2 separate regions of the Zea mays genome follow, and region 2 is linked to region 1. The links are chromatin contacts, called in public Hi-C maps. All regions are on one chromosome and are shown on one strand. The core of a region is the stretch at or near the end of the contact, and the rest is flanking DNA. Distances in the headings are between cores, read along the strand shown. Region 1 holds the start of LOC100272459 (RNA binding protein). Region 2 holds the start of LOC100285108.

Evidence for each region. A called contact is a pair of places that touch in the nucleus more often than the background predicts.
Region 2: a contact with region 1 is called in a Hi-C map of tassel, with 4 times the contacts expected there. The contact joins the promoter of LOC100285108 here to the promoter of LOC100272459 in region 1. A contact is called at or near these places in 3 of 25 Hi-C or Micro-C datasets (ear, leaf and tassel).

Annotation. Positions count from the first base shown.
Region 1 is chr6:93,309,796-93,312,446 of Zm-B73-REFERENCE-NAM-5.0, forward strand. It overlaps LOC100272459 (RNA binding protein), which reads left to right and starts at 1,305. Exons shown (of 6, transcript NM_001146932.1): 1 at 1,305-1,637; 2 at 1,849-2,256; 3 at 2,402-2,601. The coding sequence starts at 1,314.
Region 2 is chr6:93,475,427-93,478,077 of Zm-B73-REFERENCE-NAM-5.0, forward strand. LOC100285108 reads left to right here and starts at 1,358. Exons shown (of 15, transcript NM_001372175.1): 1 at 1,358-1,481; 2 at 2,618-2,651. The coding sequence starts at 1,415.

The sequences.
Region 1 (2,651 bases), core at 55-2,554:
GAGCGGAGTTCGCCGTGGCGCCTTTGGCAAGGCCTAATTGCCTGTCAGACTCACTCTGTCGAGTGGCACTGCAGTCGGGGTGGCGCAGGCGGCGCTGTCCTTCTGTCAGACTGGCCAGTGGAGCGGTGGAGTGACGGCGGTCACCTCGGCTCTGCCGGGGGCGCGTGTCAGGATAGAGGTGTCAGGCCACCTTTGCGTTAAATGCCCCTGCAATTTGGTGAGTCGGTGTGGTGATTTAGTCAAGGTTGCTTCTGAGCGAAACCAAGACCTTGGGCAAGCCGGTGATGTGTCCGCCATAAAAAGGGGGCCTCGGGCGAGACGGAAGTCTCTCGAGGTCGGCTGCCTTCGGCCGAGGCTAGGCTCGGGTGAAGCGTGATCGAGTCACTCGTGTGGACTGATCCCTGACTTAATCGTGCCCATCAGGCCTTTGCAGCTTTATGCTGATGGGGGTTACCAGCTGAGAATTAGGCGTCTTGAGGGTACCCCTAATTATGGTCCCCGACAATATAGTACTAAATAAGTTTAAGTTTTATTGGATTTTATATGAAGTATATTTTCACAGTATATGTATTTGAAGTTATTCATGTTGATGATATATTGTACAAATTTAGTTAAATTTAGAGTAATTTGAGTTTGACCGGGCCTAGAATGGCATCATTTGTATTTTTCTCATAAGCTGGATCATTGTGAAATATATTTTCATAGTATAGCTATTTAGAATCATACATGTCGACAATGTTTTTTTATAAACTTAATTAAATTTTAAATAATTTGAATTAGATCAGGCCCGAAATTGCACGATCTGCTCTAAACAGCATTAGTGTCCTAGATATTCATGTATCGTTTTAGTGAGTGGGTCTTTGATATTTATTTTCGAATTTATTGTTAGTTATATAAACGAGTCAAACTCAATAAATCCTAACATTTTATACGTTTTACATATATAGATTTTTTGAAAGGGATGTAATTAAATCGCCTAACACAAGTCTGTCCATTACTCCCTTTGAAAACAACCCTACTTGACTTTATGAATATAAATGTTTCCCTTTTGTTTGGATCAATGAGGAGGAGAAAAAACACATCCACCCGTGAGGCGAAATAAAGAAAGTCGACTGTACGACTGATGCATGAGCAAGTCACGTATGGCAGGCAGAAACTCACATGCTATTGCTCCTTTCAATTAAAACAAGAAATTCGTTGTGACCTACAGCCCATTTTTTGACAACCTTGGCCCAACAACAGGCCCATCTACCCACACACTATCCTCTCCCTCAGTGCTCACGTCTCCACCGGTCCACCCCCTCGGCAGCTCAATGGCAGCTGCGACGGCGCCACCGCCGGCGGCGGTTGCCACCACCCTCTCGGGCCTCATGCGCTGCCAGAACATCCGTAGCAGCAGGCCTAGAGCCTTCTACGCGAGGTGCGCCTCCTCCAACGCGAGCGCGGAGGCGGCGGAGAGCCGGAAGGGAGGCCACGGCGGGACGCGCCTGGAGGAAGCCGTGCCCGTCGGCGAGGGGCGCTCGAGGGTAGACGCCTGGATATCGGCGCGTCTCGGCGGCGGGGGCGTTAGCCGCGCGCGCGTGCAGGCCAGCATCCGGGCCGGGCTTGTCGCCGTCAATGGCCGCCCGGTCTCCAAGGTGCCACTGCTACCCCGTGTCTCTAGGCTCTGTTTGCTTCCTGTCAAGCGAGGTCGGATGATCCTTGTGTTAGCAGAACTGTGGAATATGCTGCTTATACATTATTGTAGCTGATTTGTAGCTTAAACTACAACTCTGATTCCGGACGAGACAATTCACAAGGTATATGAGGGCATGCAGCACCAATTGTACTTCACTTTGTGCATTGTAGGTTTCGCATACTGTGAAGGGAGGGGACTTGGTCAGCTGCACGGTGTCAGAGCTACAGCCGCTGAGGGCAGAGGCGGAGGACATCCCGCTGGACATCGTTTATGAGGATGACCATGTTCTTGTTGTCAACAAGCCGGCTCATATGGTTGTTCACCCGGCGCCAGGAAATGCCAAAGGCACATTAGTCAATGCTATACTTCATCACTGCAAGATCTCCACATTTACCTGTTTAGCACGCAGCTCAGCTGGTGATGAATGCCCGGATTCTACGGATGAAGACACTGATGTATTTCATGTGGATCAGTTTGCTGCTGAAGATGTAAGTTCAGAAGTCCGGAATGCTCTTGTGCGCCCTGGTATTGTGCACAGGCTGGATAAGGGGACAAGTGGGCTTCTTGTTGTTGCTAAGGTATTGAATTCTGAGTTGTGATAGCCACCCATTTTTTTTTTAAAAAATAAACCTGGTACTTCAGAATCTTTTATGAAATCTGTGCGTATAATACAGACTTATGCTGAACTCTCCCATTTTTCTTTGTCTTTCTTCTTTGGGACAGGATGAGCATTCTCATGCTCGATTAGCAGAACAGTTCAAGCTGCATACAATCCGTAGGGTATACATCAGTCTTACTTGTGGCGCACCTAATCCAAATTCTGGCAGGATTGAGGCTTCTATTGCACGTGATCCTAACAATCGGATTCGTATGACTGCTATTGCTGGATCAGGCCACAGATATGCACGGAATGCTGCTAGTAGGTGATCCAAGCTGCCACTTGTGCCCCTTCTTTTGGATCCTTATATGACGT
Region 2 (2,651 bases), core at 108-2,607, 170 kb after region 1:
TCGGGAGAACACACCAAGAGGGAGATGGTTATTGGCGAAAAGCTCGAAGGCTTGGGAAGGAAGAACGATGAACGGACTTCACCGAAGGAGGCCGACACAGTGGAATACCTAAACGATGGAATGAGCCTACACAGTGGCAGACTCAGCACCCAGACACCGTAGGTTGCAGCCTAGGCTGCCTCGCCTGCTTATGTCTAAGTCTAAATATACATGTATTTTATATGAAATTATCTATAGTTATTAAGTCCAAATATACATATATTTTATATGAAATTAGCTATACTTATTAGCACTTGATAATCTTGACTTGGTTGTCTTTAATTCATGGATCCACCAGCCTACGCACACATGGTGGTTATAGTGGACATGCAGTTTGTCCGTATCTGTTTTTCTCCGATAAATGAAAACCCCTGTCTTTTAAAGGAGGGGAAGCTAATCTAATCTAATCTGTAAGCGGTTTATATCTCTCACAATTAAATCCTTTGATTAAAACATTAGTGCTGGTACTATTTTTAATTAAATAATAAAACTCTTAAAAGGCCGAAGAAATATTGTTAGCTAGGCCGTGTGCAGCGTGTGATTTGTACGAGACTTTGCATTAGCTTTAGGTACAAGACACATGAGGCTAACGAACGGCTGACGACACAATTAGGATTAAGATCCAACACATTAGAATTAGTTTGGTAACTCAAATCTCCTTCGGGACTGGAGGAGATTAAAAGAGAAACTAGTTCAGTTCTCCTTCAATCTTAGAGGGGATTTGAGTTTTTAAACTGGCTCTTAGGATTTATCTGGTTAGACGAGAATTGGAGAGAATTAACAGAAAAATCAGTTTATTTCTTTCCATTCCCTTTAATCACATTTTAACGAAACAAGCTTCAAGCATGGCCATCGACCGCCCACTCGTCGACGCCCGTTGACTGACTTGTGGTCCCTTCGTCGCTCTAGCGGTCTAGCCCCACTACAACCACAACTCCCCTCTCCTGTTTTATCCGGTTGAGCACGCTCGATTGTCGCTTCGAACTTTCTAGCAGCACAATCGACGTGGGTGCCCGGCTTCTGTCCAATCGAATCACTCCACGTGTTAACCATTCAAGGCGCATACAAGAGATCCCAGCCCTTGGAGCACGCAGATCTCCCCATCGGACGGCAGAGGCCCCCTCCGCTCACGTACCACGTCAAGTCCGCTGGAGTCGCCCAGTTAGAAACCGCCACGTGGACCAGACGCAATCGGCGCCGTCCGCTTGTCCACGTGGCCCGATCGCGCCCGCGTGGACCGGGTGCACGGGTCTCCTGGCCCCGGCCCATTTTAAAAAGGCCTTTCGTCTCCGGCGCAGAGCGCGACGAACTCATCACTGCACTGGTGGTGTCCGTGGTGCTCCACAGAGTGAAGCGATATCCAGGAGAGGCGACGATGCGCAAGTGGGCGCTCTCCTCCACGCTCCTCCTCCTCTTTCTCCTCACCACACTCCCCGACCCAGGCATGTCCCCGCGCGCCGGAGATCTCCAGATTTTTCTTTTTTGTTCATATTTTCTGTGTGCGTGGTTTGTCGATCCCACTGTTCTCGAGGCGATTGATGGCAGGTTCCGTCTCGTCCGATCACTGGCGGGCTCTCCCCGTCGGTCCATGTTAGTTTTGCGCAGTGTTTTCTGTCCCGTCTGTCTGTTTATAAGCACCCCGTATGATGGATCGTGCGGCAAATTTCCGGCCGGAAAGAGTCAGGAGTAGCTGCTAGATTCGTTGGAGCAGAATGCAGAGGATGGTGTCACTAGATTCGATTTCTGCTAGAAAATTTCATTCCATTTTGTTGGTAGATCTCGCGTCTAGAATTGCCGCTAGATGGGGGAGGTGAGCGGCTCCTGGTCTCTTCGATCCAATGTAATGGCAGGGTTTGTTTGGAGTTCGAGATTGTTAGCTAGTTCTCAGATCCGTCATGGGGGCCCTCTACGTTTTCCATTTCTGGTGATGAGCATGTGGTTTGTTCCGTTTGGGTTTAATGGGGTTTAGACCTGTAACTTCATCCATTTTTAGCTTCCACCTACCTGGATCTTAGGTGCTGTTTGGTTCACGAAATGTAACATAAAGGGTAATGGTAATGGTTTACACTCACAAGTTTGAATAGTCCGGTATCAATTTTTAGTATGGTATCTGATTACGGTTGGACTAAAACAAACATGATTTAGGGGGTGTTTGGTTTTAGAGACTAATTTTTAGTGCCTCCAATTTATTCCATTTTAGTCACTAAATTGTCAAATATGGAAAGTAAAATAGAGTTATAGTTTCCATATTTTGCAATTTATAGACTAAAGTGGAATAAAATGAAGGGACTAAAAATTAGTCCCTAGTAACCAAACCCTACCTTAACGTTATCACTTACCTATTACGTTACAAATATTTGAACCAAACGGTACCTTAGTAAATTTGAGGACTCACTGCACATGTCCCTATCATACTACTCTTGTTGAATTATAAGGACCTTGTAGTCTAGTGGCAGCTCTGATTTCATTTCCATTTACTGTGCTGTACCTGCACACCAAAACTCTACATATTACTGCAAGTTCAATCTTCTAATCCTTATAGAATTTCAATCTTGTTCTGACCCTGCCTATACTGCAGCTAAGAAGCTACAAGTGAATGCCGAGGAGAGCAG